Linked DNA regions of Capsicum annuum: region 2 is linked to region 1. The links are chromatin contacts, called in public Hi-C maps. All regions are on one chromosome and are shown on one strand. Each heading gives the region's core, a stretch centred on a gene start, on an enhancer-like site or on the middle of the called end of the contact. The rest is flanking DNA. Distances are from core to core; before and after follow the strand shown. Region 1 holds the start of LOC107842745 (receptor-like serine/threonine-protein kinase ALE2). Region 2 holds the start of LOC124887343.

Evidence for each region. A called contact is a pair of places that touch in the nucleus more often than the background predicts.
Region 2: a contact with region 1 is called in a Hi-C map of bud, with 2.9 times the contacts expected there. The contact joins the promoter of LOC124887343 here to the promoter of LOC107842745 in region 1. A contact is called at or near these places in 2 of 5 Hi-C or Micro-C datasets (bud and placenta).

The regions. Positions count from the first base shown.
Region 1 is chr9:77,866,646-77,871,116 of UCD10Xv1.1, forward strand. It overlaps LOC107842745 (receptor-like serine/threonine-protein kinase ALE2), which reads right to left and starts at 2,199. Exons shown (of 9, transcript XM_016686722.2): 1 at 1,499-2,199; 2 at 750-833; 3 at 498-611; 4 at 320-421. The coding sequence starts at 1,562.
Region 2 is chr9:78,043,096-78,047,936 of UCD10Xv1.1, forward strand. LOC124887343 reads right to left here and starts at 3,475. Exons shown (of 4, transcript XM_047396860.1): 1 at 3,285-3,475; 2 at 2,361-2,477; 3 at 768-921; 4 at 347-679. The coding sequence starts at 3,351. The coding sequence ends at 508. The region is part of intron 5 of LOC107842553; the gene reads left to right.

The sequences.
Region 1 (4,471 bases), core at 949-3,448:
CAATGAGGATGAGGAGGTCCGTGAGGCAATTCTAGACATCGATGAAACAAGTTCAAAATTATAACATATAAGCTGACAATTATAACCAGATTTACATTCAAGACACATGTTATGTATACATTATGCCTTAAATACACAAAAAAGGTGGAAAATATGTTACGCTTTATAGTTTGTGCCACCAACACAGCAACCTTGCCCTTCATCCTATTCTCATTTCATGTTTTGCCTTTGTTCATTGTGTCCTAAAGTTTAAGGAATGAAAGAGAGGGAAACAAGCATAGGATTGAGAGGATATTATCAACTATAACAGAAATAATACCTGAGCCCACTGCAGGAGATGGGGAAGCACGAGCTCTCGGCCGACGATGATGATGACCATGATGTCTTGGCACTCGACTGGCAATAGGAGCTGGAGCAAGACCTAAAGATTAGAGTTCCGCATCAGTAAAGCCCCACGAAGTCCTAAAAGATGGCTTGGAAAAAGCAATTCTTAATACCTTGAGATGCAAGGTAAGGAGCAGGCGCCCTAGAGGGAATCAGATGTGGTTTAAAATGGTGTCGGTGCGGTGCTGACATTGGTACAAATGAGACACGAGTTAACACTAATCTTGCTGCAAAACAATGTAAGACACTAAGTATGTTCCAAATCCACATTTATCACTAAACTTGCATAACAAGAGGCTTCTCTAATCAATCAACAAATAACAAAACAGAGCTAAAAGAAGCAGAATTTGAAGTACTAATCTTACCATCTTCCAAAAAGAGTTGGCTTGCATAGTACGGCTTGTTTGGCGGTAGAGTAGGAGAGAGGTAAATATGGGGCAATGTCATCCCTGAAGTTGAAAGTTTTAGAAGCAAATAGGTAACCATACTTCACATACAGAGAAACAGCCAATCATGCATGCACTAATTTTTGAAAGGGGGAAATATGTAGTAGATGTCTTAAACAAAATAACTCAAAAGGAAATACTTTTAATTTACAGGCCGTAAGCATCAGTTAACTAATGCCTGTCTGCCTCTTTCCTTCCAAAAGGAAGGGGCTTTCTCTATATATCAACTATGTTGCAATAACAATGCGAGTTGGCGTCAACTATATGAGCTCTCTAGATTTTTTCTAGGCCATTTTGTTTCTTTTCAAACAGGAAGAGGTTTCAGTAGATTCTTGAAATGCAAAAGTAGGCACCTCGAACCTTTTCACTGATTGGAGTCTGCATTTTAGTTCAAAATTTCAGACCCCGACAGTTCAGAATAGCGTATAAACTCCACAAAATGCCATTCTCTTGGTTAATCCCACCCGTTCACACCTCCTAAATTGTGCAGAAATTTCAGAATAACGCATTAACAAATTAAAGGTTTATGAGAGAAAGAAACAAAAAAGTCCTAATCCCAGCTACAACCGACATCTGTGCTTCTCTGCAGACTACCCAAGCGAACCCAGCCACTACAAGCATCTCAACAATATAAAAATAAAAAATTACTCTACTAAAGATGAAATTACCGAGAGCAGCAGGAAGCAGTAGAGTGAGGAAAGAAAGAAGAAAGAGAAGCATCAGAGGTAGCATCTTCTCTCTCTACAACACAATTCCCAAACACCATCCTCAGTATCAAACCCCTCCAAACTGGAACAGCATTCTCCCAGCTTCTTTAGGATTGTACTCAAGCTTAAAATTCCAAAAATACCCTCCATGAACTTCCTCCACTCAAATCCGAAGATTGCATGTCTAAAAACCCTAGTTACTCCACTCGACAATGTAAAATGCTCTACTTTACATATCCAAGAAATACGGCAAATGCTCCAAACAACCAACACCACAGATTCACAGAGATTACTCGGAAAAAAGACAAATAATGAATCTCCGGCAAGAATTCAGCTCAGCTACAAAAAGTGAGAGAGAGAGAGTGGAAGGTGAGGGAGTGAGTGAGTTGGTGGGTGGCTTTAATTGCCGGTGTAGCCAACAGCACACTTGCTTTCGGTAATTCATGATTGTCTCCTACACGGCCCACCTCTGCGCGTGTCTAACACGCTTTTACTAGAAAAATCTTTTTTTCTATTTTCATCTTCCCGCGTAAATTACGATTTCTTTCCCACGACCTTTGCGTCAAATATTGTCGTACCTCTGACGTACTAGTGGAGTCGTCCGCGCTTCACGCAGTTATATCATGAATGAAAAATTAATTTCAAATATCATTCGCTCAATTGATTAAATTAATAAATCTAAAAGTTATTTATAGAGAGATCACAAAAGGTGTAGCTCTTTTTTGAGATTTTATTGTCTAATTGAAACAAAAAGCGTTGCGGCAACTGATGATTAGGAGCTACCTTTTAATTAGTACACTAACATTTCCAACATGATAGAAGAAAATAAACATTGTGAAGAACACTAAATACTCCATCGATCTCCTCATGAAAATATGAATTTCATCTGAATTCTAAGCCGAATAGTTAGACCTTAAAATGCAAAATTTTAAATAAAAAATTAAAAACTTCATCGATCTCCTCGTGAAAAGATGAACTTCATCATAGTTCTAAGATGAATAGTTAGAGCATAAAATGCAAAATTTAAAATAAAAAGTTGGATACCTTTTTTCTGATTGAAGAAATTGATAATGTTATTATGTCCATATTATCAATATTTGTTGCATTAACAAACTTCCTGCAAATTTCATACAATAAAAATAGAAATCACTAACACAAAATTACACAAATTAGACACATGATAAAACTAAAAAAAATAAAAAATTGAAAACATAATTTGGCATTCATCCATTACCTATAAATAAAAATTCAATATAAATTTATGAGAATAGAAAAAGTGTGGGAGGTGAAAAGATTGTAATTCACATGAATTATAATATTCATTAAAATTCAATAAATACATTAAAATATATTGAAGAGAATTTAAGAGGTGTTTTTGTGAGGTACCTTTTGAATTTTTTTAATACATAATATATTAATTTAAAATAATGAAAACTTCAAAAAAACAGAGATAATACATAAATATGTATGAAGGCCTGGAGAGGTGTCATATCATCCTCTTTATGACTTTCCTTTAAATTATACTAGTTTCATAAGGTCCAGGCTCCAAAATCAAAGTACAAAAATAATAATTTATATCATAATTTTTTTTTTACTTTATAATCAGTACATCTAATGATCTGCTTAACAAGTCTCATTGATAAGTTTTCATAATATTGTTTTTAATAAAAGATTTTGATAATTTTAAATAAAAATTATTATTTATGAGGCAGAAGATATTGACAGAGAATTAAAATATATCAAAAAACTTCAAGTAATTCAATATTTTATATAATGACATAATTTAAAATAGAGTAAAGCATCTAGTACCCCACGAACTATGACCAAAGTTGTTACGATGCACTGAAACTTTACAGGGGTCATATTACCACTGAATTCAATTTTAGTGTATTTTTGTCACCCTTTTTAGCTGACGTGGCACCTTTGATGCGGGCCTCATTTTTATGTAATAAAGGTGTCATGTCAGCACAAAAAGGCGACAAAAATACGCTAAAATTGAGTTCAGAGCACCCATGTGGAGTTGAAGTGTGTCGTAGCAACTCTAACCATAGTTCGAGGGGTACTGAATGCTTATCTCTTTAAAATATTTAATAATTACATTTCGATGAAGATCATAAATAGAAAAAAGATATTGATATTTTTATAAAATTTGCAAATATTTATTTTCTTAGTCACAACTAAAAAAGTTATTTTGATATTTATTGAGTTTTAATTTTTTTCATAATTTTAGTGACAATAATTTTTGCTAATTACATCTTTTTCATCTTGTCAAATCATCTGGAAAAAAGAAGTCAATGTTTTCAAGTTATATTACGGCTATAATAATTATAACCTCAATTAAGATTCTTTATAAAAATTAATTTAATAAGAATATATAAGGATATTAAATGATAATTAAACTACATTATTAGCTTACTCCGTTCGGTCTATTTACTTATTATGTTTACTTTTTGCATGCCCCTTACAAGAGTAACTTATTCATCTTATTTTAATTATTGTTTTATACTTTTTCATGTTCACTATGAGAAATAATAAATATAAGATATTATTTATTATATTATAATATCAAAAAGAACTATGAAGTTGTAGTTGAAATCGTTGAAAACTTTAATTTTGTAAGAAAAGTTAGCTTGAATATTGTTGATTTAAAATAAAAGGAGTTTTAATTAAATAGTAATCTAACACGTGGCAAGAAAAAAATCAATTATAAAAACCCAAGTGGAATGATCTTAACAAAAAGAATAAGGGCGAAAATAAATGTAATTAAAAAACACCATTAATTATTATATGTAGTAATTTTGTTTCACCAAAAATTAAAATATCAAAAAAATCCTTAAGAAGGCTACCAAAATCTCAATATCATCTATGGTTCAGTGGTGAAAAAAAGTATTGTCTTAAAAAATTGTTCAACTTTTATCGTTTTATTTTTCAAAA
Region 2 (4,841 bases), core at 2,225-4,724, 180 kb after region 1:
GAAAAAACTAAAAATGTCATTCTCAATATTGTTTTTATTTTCTTCAATAGGGACTTACTACAACTCCTCTCCCAGTTAAAATCATAGTGTTATTCATAATCCGACTGTACATTAAATCTTCAATAATGGACCAAAAACTTGAAATTTTTAATTAACAGAATAGAGAAATAAACAACTAACGGATTTGTCTATTGTTTTACCCATTTTTATTTTCTTATCGCCAATGATGTTATCTTGCTTTCCTTGAACATTAGCAAGGAATATACTGGACACATAGCCTTTACATACTAAAGGAGACCAAAAAGTTAGCAAATCAATATAAGAAAGCTCAGCAACCAGGTACTAATAACAGAAAGTTCAGATCTTCATTGAATAGTAAAATTTGCAACTCCCTTCTGACTAACTACAGATATTGTAAAAGAGAAACTCAGTCCTTTGAAGCATCTATCAAGTCGTAAGACACTATAAATGAAAAAAAGTAGATTGAACAAGATCCTTTGAACCGCACTAATTGAGCAACAAATTATGTGAACATACCTCCAGAACATCCTTGTTAGAAAGCAGAATAGGAAAGGAAATGTATTCTCTCAAGGTTCTCCTAAACAGATGTGTGCAAATATCACTGGAGTGAAGTGGGATCTTGGTATTCTGGAAACCAATTATTTGAAGGAAAGGATATCTGCAACATTGGAAGAAAGTAGACATCTTTGAAAAGATGTATATAAGAAAATTAAGACAGAAGAAGTTTGCATAAGGATCTACTCTACCTATGCTGGAGAAACTTGACTTTCTCGAGCACGCTAACAAAGTTGGCCTCTGTGATTGAGGAACTATCAACAAACCCAGCTATGAGAACCAGGAAGATGCCATCTTTCAGAGATTTCTTATCCGGAATTCCATTTAACCAACAATGAGAAGGGTCTGCACATTTTGTTCAAAACGCAATGAAAATGAGAAAAGCATGCATATATATCCAGTTACACAAACCAGATAATGAACAAATTAGTAGTGCCAAAAGTTGAGTAAGAAATGTGAAGAGCATACAACATAACAAAGAAAGACATAGATAGAACACAGAATTTTGCGATTAACTTTGTCATAATCCTCTGCTTATGTACAGCATCATAAATAATCTGCTTATGGACATTCAATTATTAAAAAGTTGAGGATACAGGGATCGATGAATGCAAAATTGTCATTAAATATTCTATCAGGAGTCATAAGATTTACTAAAGAGAAACCGCCATTACATGCAGAAGAAAATGAAAGCAAGAAACATGTTTTTATTCTCTGACTCATCTTAGCATTGTCATTGATGAGTTCCTTAAAATGTTGAATCCAACTGAAAACTAGAAGAAGGTGATCTTCTGACAGACATGTTGGTAGGGTAGATAGACTGGTCATTGTGACATGAATACAGGATAAGACCGTTTTTTATTGGAACAAAAAATCAAATACGTACAGCTGTGGAAAACAGATTACCACTTAGGTACACTTGCTTTTGCAAAAAATAAGGTTCACTGTAAACCAAACTACAAAATGAACTCAAAGTTCCACCATGCAATTCACGCATTGACGCATACCAACAACGCCTCAACTGAAAATCTACTGTATAGATAAAATCTTAATGAAAAAAAGGCATGAATATGCATGCTTAGGCCGCAAGTACTTTAACATATGTATCCATTATTAAGCATTGAGCTCTCAGGACTCATTTCAATGATAAGGTCCACAGACATGATTAACTCAACCGTTGACAAGTTGGTTTGTTGGTCCAGTACAAGAATCATTTATGGTCCATTTGTACAACTTTTTGGCGCATCATATAGGTAACGGAAAAGTATTTAAAATTTTCCTCCAGTTCAGGATTTTTTTTCTTTTCTTCATAGGTAAGTTTCTTCAACTTGGCTTATTAGCTTAGTTGGTCAGAAATCCATCAAAGTTTTAGATGCCAATACTACCAAACCAACGAAATTTCCGGAGAAGTTGATGAATTTTGCCTGCTAAAGCCTAATGGTAACTAGACATATACCATATGTTACCTCCGTATGCAGTTGTTGTTTTTCTTATAATTGTCGTGTCCGGGCTAGCTTTTGCGCATCTCAACTAAATCCACGGGATACCTGTCACCTCCCACCAGCAACAAATATCTGTTAACTTTATCCACCAAGGCTAGGATCGATGGAAGAATCACCTAGTGTGTTTTGTCTCTGTTGAGATTTGAACTTGACACCTCAGGTTCTCAAACCACTTCATTGACCACTAAGCTACACACCCTTGGGTGCACCTCACTATGTAGTTTCATCCTCACAATTTTACAAAAATAGCTAAATCACATTTACCAAGCGAGAGTAGCTCACCTTCAGGTTTATCAATAGTAGACTTAATGAAGAAGGGGATATTGAGTTGTACAAGAGACTCCGGCACTGCTTCTGATATAGTTGATATAGTTGATACAGTTGAATACCTGAAAGAGACTGTCAAGGACAAGTAACGACTACTAAAACCTCCAAAATAGTAGGCTGCAAAAATTCAAACTACTATGTGGAGCCATAAAAAACAAAAATATAGAATTAATGATTAAACCAAAGGTAATGTACTTGTGTGCAATGCTCCTTTTCTTCTTTTTCCCCTAAAATATCTTTCCTCTAATAAATACAAAACTGATAACAATTGTATATTTTTTTTGGTTCAATGATGACAACTGTATATGTTAAGGTAGCCAGAGTTTTCTGCATGTTAACACATATATACAGCACTAGAGAGAAAAAGTATTCCTCCAATAACTTTATCCATGAAAGAATTACGCAAGAAATTTCGAGGACAACTATGCATCATCACATTGTATGTCTCATAACATATATTGCTACAAAACCGTTTCAGGATATTTTGTAATGTGAGCTGAATCGAACATCAACTCAAAAATGAATTTCTCGCTCTCCTCTTTCTTACTGAAAGACGAGATAACAAACGTTACTTTGGTACACATACAGAATAAGTCAAATGCAATTGCCTTAAAATAGAAATTATGAATTCATTGTTGTTCAATCAGGTGGAAACATACATACTCATAAAGAAATTCAAATAGGTGTACCCAGCATACAGAAAATGTTACCTATTGATATCTGCACATGAATTTTTCGAATAATAATTTAAAAGACGCGGGCAAAAATTGGTGTGTTTTACGAGTAGGTTACAGTTTTTTCCTGTCCAGAATAAGAAATTGATATTAGCTGAAGATAATTAGAAAGAACATTAGGCAAATAAGGAGGAGGAGGAGGTACCAGCAGAAATAAGAGGGAGCAGCATATAAGCCTCTTTCATGCGTCTAACTCGAACAGCCATCGCCATACTCGTCTCCTTAACTATTTTAGGGCTAGTGCTGCTCGAGTACAAGTGGTTTTACTTTGGTCTCACTGCCCATTGCCTGCTCTATTTTTATTTTTTTTGGTGAGGCTTGGGTTCGGCCTGCTCTATTTTATTACTACTATTTTTATACAATAAGCTGCATATGATCCACATGACTGCTTTAATTATTTCTAATTAATTTTTATAAGTTATTTATATAATAAAAAATTAAAATTTTAAAATAAATATTTATGACATGATTGTTTCAACTGTTTTAACAGTAATTTTACTATATTATTCATAACTAATTTATAAGTTATTTAAATATTAAAAATTAATAACGGTTGATAAAAAATTAAATATAAAATAATAAATTATTTTTTGATGTTTTTATAAGTCATTAAAGTATTAAAAATTTAACAAAAAGGATAAAATAGACATAAAATGATAAATTATTTTTGTATATTTCAAATTAACTTGACGTCTTATATGAGACCACTTAAAAAAAAATCGCAAGTATTTACTATAATAATTTTACTATGTCACTTTTAATTAGTAAAATAGAAGAAAAAATATTATAAATCACAATAATTAAAAACTTAGATTATTTAAAAATATATAATTGACTATCAATTCCATGAAAATTTGAACAATCTAAAATATTGTTATACGAATTTCATCAATCTAAATATAATAATATATGGCTAACTTAGAATTTATCAACCAAACAAACGAAGGTTTTAATTAAATGATAGAATTATACATAACGTACAATTTTTAAGGATCAACATTGGGTCGTACGTAGCATGGCGTAAGCCGACTAGTTTAACTAGTGGGATATCACGGGCTTAATATTTATATTTTTTTTATTTTAATGTATGTGAGGTATTTTACTTTTTAATTTATGTAAAAAATATTTTTTTAATTTTTTAGAAATAATTTATTTTTATATTTTTTATTTTATTTTTTAATTAAATGTTTTATAACCATATAAAATTTAAGGTTTATTTATGCCACAAATTTCAAAATAGTATTTCATTTTCTCTATTTCATGTTTAATCAAATGGTGTCTCGTAAATTAAATGGAAAAATAGTTTTTAAAAAAAAAAGTTAAAATTTAATTTCCTTGTTTACGAATTTTATGCTTCATTTATTAGTACCGAATAAAAATAAAAATTTTAATTATTCAAATCTTAGCTTGTAACTATGTATTTAATTTTTTATATGAATTCGGTCATTTAGAACTCAATACCTGTACTACTTCCATATTCCATTTTTGACACAGATATGACTATAGAAAAGTCCTTCATCCAATTATTTTTAATTTTATCATTTTTTATTTATTTTATTCTTGTTATTAAATATTATTTAATATCTAATAAATGACTTATAATAATTAATTAGAAATGATATAATAAATTTACTATTAAAATACTTATGAAAAAAATAAGTGAGCTGATATAAATTGTTAAGTTAATTTAAAACATCAAAAA